3 separate regions of the Sus scrofa genome follow, and regions 2 and 3 are each linked to region 1. A link is a contact called in public Hi-C and promoter capture Hi-C data. All regions are on one chromosome and are shown on one strand. Each heading gives the region's core, a stretch centred on a gene start, on an enhancer-like site or on the middle of the called end of the contact. The rest is flanking DNA. Distances are from core to core; before and after follow the strand shown. Region 1 holds the start of HECTD4 (probable E3 ubiquitin-protein ligase HECTD4). Region 2 overlaps HECTD4 (probable E3 ubiquitin-protein ligase HECTD4). Region 3 holds the start of TRAFD1 (TRAF-type zinc finger domain-containing protein 1).

The links. Promoter capture Hi-C pulls out the DNA fragments that hold promoters and counts their contacts. A called contact is a pair of places that touch in the nucleus more often than the background predicts.
Region 2: a Hi-C map of alveolar macrophages shows a contact between it and region 1, with 5 times the contacts expected there. The contact joins the enhancer-like site here to the promoter of HECTD4 in region 1. A contact is called at or near these places in 3 of 5 promoter capture datasets (fetal skeletal muscle, liver and skeletal muscle), 24 of 47 Hi-C or Micro-C datasets (alveolar macrophages, blood, brain and 13 more) and 2 of 2 datasets of contacts at active chromatin or transcription factors (alveolar macrophages and skeletal muscle).
Region 3: a contact with region 1 is called in a promoter capture Hi-C map of fetal liver, with 3 times the contacts expected there. The contact joins the promoter of TRAFD1 here to the promoter of HECTD4 in region 1. A contact is called at or near these places in 2 of 5 promoter capture datasets (fetal liver and fetal skeletal muscle) and 1 of 2 datasets of contacts at active chromatin or transcription factors (alveolar macrophages).

Annotation. Positions count from the first base shown.
Region 1 is chr14:39,325,248-39,328,367 of Sscrofa11.1, reverse strand. HECTD4 (probable E3 ubiquitin-protein ligase HECTD4) reads right to left here and starts at 1,673. Exons shown (of 76, transcript XM_013990365.2): 1 at 1,201-1,673. The coding sequence starts at 1,377.
Region 2 is chr14:39,508,540-39,511,828 of Sscrofa11.1, reverse strand. It overlaps HECTD4 (probable E3 ubiquitin-protein ligase HECTD4), which reads right to left. Exons shown (of 76, transcript XM_013990365.2): 59 at 3,070-3,275; 60 at 1,059-1,238. Among named protein-coding and RNA genes, the nearest start is that of TRAFD1, 70 kb to the left of the region's middle. Within about 2 kb of position 1,663, at least 5 of the 83 cell types and tissues checked have an H3K27ac peak or open chromatin away from gene starts, as enhancers often do. A contact at or near this core is called in alveolar macrophages, where this site is marked.
Region 3 is chr14:39,577,887-39,581,129 of Sscrofa11.1, reverse strand. It overlaps TRAFD1 (TRAF-type zinc finger domain-containing protein 1), which reads left to right and starts at 1,349. Exons shown (of 12, transcript XM_021072837.1): 1 at 1,349-1,494.

The DNA.
Region 1 (3,120 bases), core at 424-2,923:
CGGCCAGCAAGGATCTCATCACTGCCATTTCCAGAAACACACAGTAAAGGGTTTTAATCCATTTCTATAAATGTTCCTTGTGCTGAATGCCAAAGTGCCTGCAAAACCGCAAAACACAAAAGATTCCTTGCATTCCGTTTATAGCCAAAAGACAGGCCATCCTCTCCGCACTGTCCCCAGAGAGTCCTCCTTGCGACAGTAAGAATTTCGTGACAACCCATGCTACCTACACGTCAAAATGTCACTCCACAAAGTGGAGGGCGAGCAGTGTCAGCACTGACTGGCCACGATGAACCGATCCTGCCAGTATTCCCACCACTGGGCACACCTGAAACCAAGTGAGGTCGGTGGAAAGTTCCCATCCACCTAGTATATTTTGTTTCCTTCTGCTCCCAAATCCAGCAGCAAAATTGCTGAGATTTCCTTTTGCACCTGCAACGGCTCCTAAGCCTGGGCTTCTCCGCACCACCACCACCATCACCCCGCCCCCAGCTCATCGAAAGGCCTTGCGGCCTAAAACGCCCGTTAACCCCTGCGGAGAGCGCACCAAGGGCTGGTGTAGCATTCCCCTTGCTGTCCACACTGCCCGCTTCCATGACAAAGGCCCGGTGTCAATCCGAGGCACGACACAGAGTAGTTGCTAGATTGCCCATCACTGACTGGCAGCTGCCACTACCTTCTCCCGAAAAACACAAACAACAAAAAACATACACACGCGCGCACACACACACACACACACACACACAACTGGGAAAAGACCGGGGGTGGGGGTGGTTGTAGAGCGTTAAAATTAAAATATCCCCAAAGCTAAGCAGCCTGGGTGTGACCTGGAAGTGAGTCCAAGGGGTCCGTGGGGGAGGGGAGAAAGGGCCCAGGAGGCGGCAGCAGCTCCTCAGGGGCGTGAAGGCCGTGCCGGGTGATCGTCTAATAAAATGCTGGGAGTTGGAACGTTCAAAATGAAACCACAAATGAAATCCCCAGCGGGCTTGAAGCCCCGAGGAGGGAGGGAGGCGGGCGGTCTGCAGACCTGCGGCCGCGGTCCCCACCAGCCTGTCCGGCGCCCACACACACCTGCCGGGGCAGCCTTCCGAGGGGCGGGGGTCTCGGGTCGGGGTAAAGCGGAGATGGGAGGGCTCGACCCTGGGGATGCGGGGCGGATGGACTAATCTGATGGCGGAGGCCGGGGGGAGCCTCTCTCACCTCCAAGTCGGTGTCGGCGGCCTCCGGGGCCCCAAGGATCTCGCTGGGCAGCTCGGCCAGGTCAGTGACCCGGATCAGTCCGTCGTGCAGGAAGATGGTCTCCTCCTTCACCGAGAGCCACTGCGCGGAGTCCGCGGCCGCCGCCGCTGCAGCCGCCGCCGCTGCAGACGAGCCCATGGCCCCGGCTGAGAGGTTGGCGGTGAGAAGGGGCCGCCCGGCCCGGGAAGACGCGAGCAGGAGCCTCCGCGATCACCAGTCCATGGCAGCAGCCTTCGCGCCCGTCTGCAGCGCCCAGATCGCTTCCTCGCCCGTGCAGCTCCGCCCTAGGAGGTCCGAGTCGCCATCCTCCCACCCACGGCCCCGGAGACCCCGGCCCCGCCGCCACCGTCTCTGCCGCCGCCGCCGCCGCCGCCCTGAGGTGCAGGACCCGCCTCTGCTGCTCGGCAGCCAACTGTCAGTGAGACGCCATGTTGGGGGCGGGGCTCCCGGCATGCTCCGCGGAGGGGACAATGCAGGCCCCGCCCACCCTCCTGGCTCCGCCCACCCACCGAGGCCGGGGCAGCCGCGGAACCTCAGCTTTGCGCTTCCCTCAGTCTTGCCGTCCGACTGACCTCCTACGCCTCTTGTCATTCGAGGGCGCCCTGGGTCTGCAGTGCAGAAGAGGGGAAGGAGGGCGCTGCCTCCCCTTCCTCAGGTGTGCACCGATTTCTCTCTGGCCAGGGTCCCCACCCTGCGTAGAGCAAGGAGCTTCACTCCCTGCTTTCAAGTTTAAATGAGATATACGCAAAAATCTGGCGCAGGGCGGGCGCGGCACACTTGTTCATAAGCATTCGGTAGAGGCACACAGTTGGTGCTTCCTATATACTATAAATTCTAGAACCCACTAAGCACTCAAAACCTGGTGAAGGAGCTCCCGCTGTGGAACAATGGGATCGTCAGCGACTTAGGAATGCTGGAACGAGGGTTCGATCCCCTGCCCGGCACAGAGGGTTAGGAATCCGGTGTTGCCGCAGCTGTGGCTTAGTTCGCAGCTGCAGCTCGAATCTGATCCCTGGCCTGGGAGCTCCATGTGCCGTGGGCAGCAAAAAAACAAAAAACAAAACAAAATCTGGTGAAAATAAAGTACCAGTCACATTTGATGTCCAATGTCTGTCACGTAATGCCCCAGAGGGAGTTAAAACTATTGTTATAACCCATCAGTACTCAACACTAACATATACATTAAAAATATACCCGGGAGTTCCCTTTGTGGTGCAGTGGGAAAGAAACTGACTGTATCCATGAGGATGAGGGTTTGATACCTGGCTTAGCTCAGTGGGTTAGGAATCAACCTTGTGGTGAACTGTGGTGTAGGTAGAAAATGAGGCTCAGATGCCGAGTAACTGTGGTTGTGACATAAGCCTGCAGCTGCAGCTCCAATCTGACCCCTAGCCCGGGAACTGCCACAGACTGCAGGTACAGCCTTAAAATACACACACACACACACACACACACACACACACATCCATCATCCCATTTTTATTTTATTTTATTTTATTTATTTATTTACTTATTTATTTTGTCTTTTTGCCTTTTCTGGGGCCACTCCTTCAGCATATGGAGGTTACCAGGCTAGGGGTCTAATCAGAGCTGTAGCTGCCAGCCTACACCACAGCCACAGCAACGAGGGATCCGAGCTGCATCTGTGACCTACACCACAGCTCACGGCAACGCCGGATCCTTAACCCAGTGAACAAGGCCAGGGATCGAATCCGCAACTTCATGGTTCCTAGTCGGATTCGTTAACCACTCAGCCATGACGGGAACTCCCAGATCATCCCCTTTTTATTAAAAAAAAAAATAAAGGTGTTCCCGTCATGTTGCAGCAGAAACGAATCTGACTAGGAAACATGAGGATGCATCAGGTTTGATCCCTGGCCT
Region 2 (3,289 bases), core at 414-2,913, 180 kb before region 1:
CCGCTCCCGCGGCATATGGAGGTTCCCAGGCTAGGGGTCCAATCGGAGCTGTAGTCTCTGGCCAACGCCAGAGCCACAGCAACGCTGGATCCGAGCCGCGTCTGCAACCTACACCACAGCTCACGGCAACGCCGGATCGTTAACCCACTGAGCAAGGGCAGGGACCGAACCCGCAACCTCATGGTTCCTAGTCAGATTCGTTAACCACTGCACCACGATGGGAACTCCCTGATCTTAGTTTTTGATTTCAAAATAAGTTGCAGACATTGGTATGTTTTAGGTCAAGCAGACCTATCCTTAACTAAAGTTCAATATTTAGAGAATTTGAGATAATTTACATATGCTAAATTCACAATTCTTAAGTTTACTGTTCCATGAGTTTTGCCAAAAGGCAATCTTTTTTTTTTTCTTTTTTTTCTTTTTTGTCTTTTTGCCTTTTCTAGGGCCACTTCCCGCAGCATATGGAGGTTCCCAGGCTAGGCGTCTAATTGGAGCTACAGTTGCTGCCCTTTGCTACAGCCACAGCAACGCCAGATCCAAGCCACATCTGCCACCCATGCCACAGCTCACGGCAACGCCAGATCCTTAACCCACTGAGCAAGGCCAGGGATCAAACCCGCAACCTCATGGTTCCTAGTCAGATTCGTTAACCACTGCACCACAACGGGAACTCCCAAAACGCAACCTCTCTTTAACCTTTCAGGAGCTGGGAGATCATAATGCTTGACTCTGATGTCGTTCACTTCCATGCCACATTTCACCTTCAAAGTCACAATAATGGCATATAGTTGTGTTCTAAAGTAAAGTATGATAAAATTAATCTTTTCCTGGTTAGCTGCTACCCCTCAAAATAATGGAAATACCCAGCAAATCATGGATTTGGAAGTCTAGGCTACCCTTTTCACGCCTCCCCCAAGCCCACTTCAAATGACAGCACGCTGATGACAGCTATCTTCACTTGGCTACTACGGCTGCCCCTAAGGCCCTCTGGTAAGCGTCTTCCTCTGGCCCCCAGCAGGCTACTCCAGCACCTGATCCTGAGGGAAGGCAGGCCTCACCCAGCAGCTCCACCACTTGCAGGAGGACAGACGTCGGGATGGTGTCAGGCTCATCTTCGGCTCTCCCTTCACCGTCCTCTGACCTCCAGGACAGCAGCTGCTCTGCGAAGGCCATAGCCAGCGGGAACTCCAGAGGCAGAGAGTGTAACACCAGCACAGCTCCGGGAGGAGGAGACACCCCTAAAAGAAGGGCCAGGAAGAGAGCTCATGACTGGCAGCAGCTGATGGAAACAAGCCTATGAAAAAGACCTGCCAGAGGTGCGCAGAGAAACAGGGCCAGAAAGCCTGCCCATTGGTGCTGGCGGTGAGAGGAAACCTAACTCTCCACACTCCAGACAGCAGCTGCAGACACGGGAAGAGCAGAGGATGTCCTCCAAGGAGTCCATTTGTTGGTGTGACAACAGGACAAAGGGCAGAAGCGGGGACAAGGAAGGATAAACATGCCCCCATGAGCTGGCATGGAAATAGTAAGACAGACTTGAAAAGACGCCTCACTGGAACTGTCCCAGCCTGGTAAAGAAAGAACCAGCCCTCTAATGCAGCAGCAATCACATAGGTGCCATCAGCTTATCACAGGTTTACAGAGTGGACCAGCAGGGGGCGCCAGACTTCAGGTTCTACCAGGACCCCAGGGCTGTGTTTCTCCTTTACTGCCTGAACCTGACTGAAGCCGCCCATGGTGAGAGAAGAAAGGCCCTGATCCCCCTCACACCCTGCACTGCACACCAACCCCCTCCACAAGCACTGGTCAGACGTAAGCTGGGTATCCGGGCTCTCTGGCCAAGTTAGGAGGAACTGTGTTGACCGGCCTGAACTCTGGGGTGAATGTTTATTTGGGAAATGACAGGTAAGACAGAGATCCTCTGTGGTTTTTTTGTTTGTTTTTTGTCTTTTTGCCTTTTCTAGGGCCGCTCCCATGGCACATGGAGGTTCCCAGGCTAGGGGTCTAATCGGAGCTGAAGCCGCTGGCCTATGCCACACGGGATCCAAGCCGTGTCTGCAACCTACACCACAGCTCACGGCAACGCCGGATCCTTAACCCACTGAGCAAGGCCAGGGAACGAACCTGCAACCTCATGGTTCCTAGATGGATTCGTTAACCACTGCGCCACGACAGGAACTCCAGAGATCCTCTGTGTTTAGTATAAAGTTTTAAAAACAGTGTAGGCAAAATATGATAAAAAAAATAGGCTAATAAAAGATCATAAAATTTTTTAGCATTGACCAAATCACTTAAGAAATATCCTTTCATTTTATTCCCTAAAGATGCAATGTTTCCAAACTGCGGCTGTGAAGCCAAGGCCCAGTGTTGGCTAATGTTTCAAATACATGCTTATAATTGTAGCAAAGCTGTGTCTGCCTTCCCTGTCCAATACGCCAAAAGCGGGCAGTGGAAGTCTGAGACCATGTTTTTTTTTTTTCTGTGTGTTGACTCAGAAGCAGGGTCAGCTCGCCCCGGTAGAGACAGCAGATAGTCAGCGACAGCTACAGGATCCACAGCGATGGAGCCCTCACCAAGCCCAAAGGTGCAAGGGCTTAACCAAGGATGCCAGGGAGACAAGACCTCCTGGGCTTCCCAGCCAGGCCATCAGGCTTTGTTTACCATTTACTCCAGAAGTGGATGATCACTGAGGCCGCTGCCCCAGGAAGCCACATTACACTCGAGAGAATTCAGTTTTAATGAGAACTTAGGAAGGACAGCTGGGATTATTACAGCTAAATGATGAGACGGCTCTGTGCAGTCAATCTGAATAGTGTGTATCCCAGCACACACTTGTGAAAAGAAATCCCCACTGGAGTTTGAGCAGCATCTGCCAGGCCTCCCCCAGGCAGGAAAGGGGGAACTTTTAATCCACTCTGTCTGAAATCCACAGCCTGAAGCAGTCCTATTCTTTACCCATAGGAGCCTAGAACACAGCAAGGTAGAAAACCCTTTCACTTTTCACAAAGAAGGACAGCAGAGAATGACTTCGAGCTGTGCTGATTACCATGCGCTAATTCAGAAACTTACCCAGTTTGATGTGGACTTTGTCTGTGGAGAGGATCACAGAAGGGTATTGGTTGGTGGTAGGCGGTGGCGTGAGCCCCGTGTTGGCCGGAGACGCATCCCGTGGGTAACAGACGGCTTCAATGAGGTTTAGCTGGCCATTTCGCTTCACTTTGTGGCCCAGCCCGTACACGAGCACCCGCGCCCACGGAGCCTTGTATAACGAGGAACTGAGGAAGAGGGG
Region 3 (3,243 bases), core at 100-2,599, 250 kb before region 1:
AACGATCCGGCGTTGCCATGAGCTGTGGTGTAGGTTGCAGACGCGGCTTGGATCCCGCGTTGCTGTGGCTCTGGCGTAGGCCGGTGGCTACAGCTCCGATTCGACCCCTAGCCTGGGAACCTCCATATGGCGCGGGAGTGGCCCAAGAAATAGCTAAAAAGACAAAAAAAACAAAAACAAAAAAAAAAACAGTCTTAAAATTTAAAAAAATTGCTGGGTTTGTTTTTGCTTTTGGGGGGCGTATGTGGAAGTTCCCAGGCTAGGGGGTCGAATTGGAGTTGCAGCTGCTGGCCTATCCCACAACTGCCACAGCCACAGCAAGGCGGGCTAGGAGTTTTGTCTGTGACCTATGCCAATGCTGGCTGCAACGCAAGATCCTTAACCCACTGATCAAAGCCAGGGATGGAACCTTCCTCCTCGTGGATACTAGTTCCATTCTTTACTGCTGAGCCACAAGGGAAACACCCAAGTTGCCGTATTGTTAAAAAGAAAAAACGAAATTGCTGTATTGTAAATAATACTTTCTCCATTATATTTATTCTATTTTTTTTTTTTTTTTTAATTCATGAGGGAAGAGTTCAGAGGATCCATACAGACAGCAAGTAGAAAGATTGTAACTCAAACATGCATCTCAGGGAGTTCCCTTCGTGGCTCATTGGCTAGTGAACCCAACTAGGATCCATGAAGATGCGGGTTCCATCCGTGGCCTCGCTCAGTAGGTTAAGGATCCGGCATTGCCCTGGGCTCTGTTGTAGGTCGCAGAGGCGGCTGAGATCTGGCGTGGCTGTGGCGTGGGACTGCGGCTGCAGCTCTGATTAGACCCCTAGCCTGGGAACCTCCACATGCCAAGGATGCGGCCCTAAAAAGCAAAAACAACAAAAAAAACTAAACCGAACCAAAACAAAAAAAACCCAAAACAAACCAACCAACCCATGCATCTCGGCCGCTCACTCTACCACCGCAAGAAGCAAAGGTCTCAAACATGGGCAGAGCCTCGCAGAGATATCTTGCATGAGCAGTGAGGAGGACATTATAACTGCAACAAGTATGACTAATAATTATTAACAGCTCATGACAAGAGGACAAATGCCATTACTTATCGTAATATATTAGGCATATTAGTAATGTCTATATAGTATTATTCATGCAAATACCAACCGCCTGTGTCATGCGTACTTGCTGAGCCCAGAGGTAGTTCCCAGCTTAAGTCTCTGCCTCCTTCCAGAGGCGCATGGGTTGGGACTTCCAGGGACACGCCTCTGTGGGGCTGAGGAGCCAATCGACGCGCAGAAGGCGGGGCTCTGGGAGCGACAACACTACTATCCAATGGCAGACAACCAGAGTCGCCCCTGGCCAATGGGCGCACTCCTCCGCGACGGTCGGAAGTGGTGAGGCGGCTCCGGGGGCCGTTGTTCAGCTTGGGGGCTGACTGAGAAGGGAGGCTTCAGTGTCCCTGGCAGGCGGTTCGTGTTGGCGTCTTTCGTCTCGTCCCAGGTGAGGGTAGCTGCGGCCCGCGAGTTCCTATAGGTCTCCAGTTCGGGAGAAGGGCGGTGTGTGGGCTAGGGGCTTCTGGGCCGGGGGTCAGCAGGGGTTTCTCGTAAGGAGAAAGGTGCCCGCGAAGCGGCGTCTCGCCTGGCTAGTGAGGGAGGCCGTACTTTCTCCTCAGGGATCCGGAGCCTCAGCAGCCCCCGGCGTCACCGCCCCTTCCCGGCCGTGGCCCCGGGGCTGGGAGGTGACGGTTTTCTGGAGCCCCGCCATGGGCACCTCGCCCCGGGCAGATCTGGGCCCCGAGCTGCCAGCGTGAGGGGTCGCGGGTAGCCTGGTGGGGGCTCTAGGCCGACAGACTCGGGTTCGAGTCCCCACTCTTACCAACTGTGCGGCAGCTGTCTCCCTGGACTTCCTCTTTCGCGGTCTCAGCAGTGGGATGGTGACTTTCACCTTTTAGGGTTGTGGTCTGGATGAGAAGATTATCCACGTAAAGCATTTAATCATCAGTAAACACACTATGAATGGCAGCTAATATTTGCGAAGCCGGTGCCTTCCCCACTCTTTTCGGACCTCCTCCACCCTGCTGGGGGGAGGGGGCAGTTGGAAACCGCCACCTCCAGGGTGTGGACCCTGTGTGGTGTCTCCACCCCTTTGGGCACAGGGAAATCCTGGCCGACCACTTAGAGGGGCTCCTTCTAATTTTGAAGGGAACTTAGTTTGCCATAGGGCTTCCATGCATTCGTTCACCTCTTATAGGGCGTGTTTTGAAGAAGTGTTAGTTTGGAAATGTTAAAACGCCCAGTTAGGGAGTTCCCGTCTTGGCTCGGTGGTTAAGAATCCGACTAGGAACCATGAGGTTACGGGTTTGATCCCTGGCCTCGCTCAGTGGGTTAAGGATCCTGCGTTGCCGTGAGGTGTAAGGTGGGTCGCAGACGCGGCTCGGATCCCGCGTTGCCATGGCTGTGGTGTAGGTCGGCGGCTACATCTCTGATTGGACCCCTAGCTTGGGAACCTCCATATGCCGCGGGTGCGGCCTAGAAAAGACAAAAAAAAAAAAAAAAAAAAAAAAAAAAAAAAAAAAAAACCCCAGAAAAAAAGCCCTGTTAGAGGACAGTATTTTTAGAAGATAATTTTTTTGCGCCATAGAAAAGGATGATATAAAGTAAGTACTGGTAATAAAGTTGCCAGGGCTTTGCTTTCAACATTGACATCTTGTTTAAAAGAAGGAAAAACTACAGTGGAGAAACCTGGTAGAAACTTATTTCAATGAAGTGATCAAAGTCAGCATCATCTGTAATAATAAGACTGTTGACATCACCTGCTTTCTGATTGAATGCAATGAGATGAGCACAACATCACTTCTATGGTATTTTTGACAAAAATGTATTAATCATGAGAAAACATCATATGAACCTAATTTGAAGATAGTCTACAAAATAACTAGCCAGTACATACAACAAGGTTATGAAAGAGAAAGACTGAAGAAATATCCCAGATTAAAGAAGATTAAGGAGAAATAGCAACCAGTGCAATATGTGACTCTGGATTGCTGAACCAGCAAAAGGGTACTATTGGTGGCCTGATTTGTGAAATTAAATAATTGTAGATTAATTACTAGTATTAGTGAGTTTTTTGCACTTGGTAATTTTACTGTGACTATTTATGATGTACTGGATGAGAGGTATATGGGAGTTCTTTATGCTGGTTTGCAAGTCAGATTATTTCAAAATGAGAATTAAAAAATAATAAAAAGCT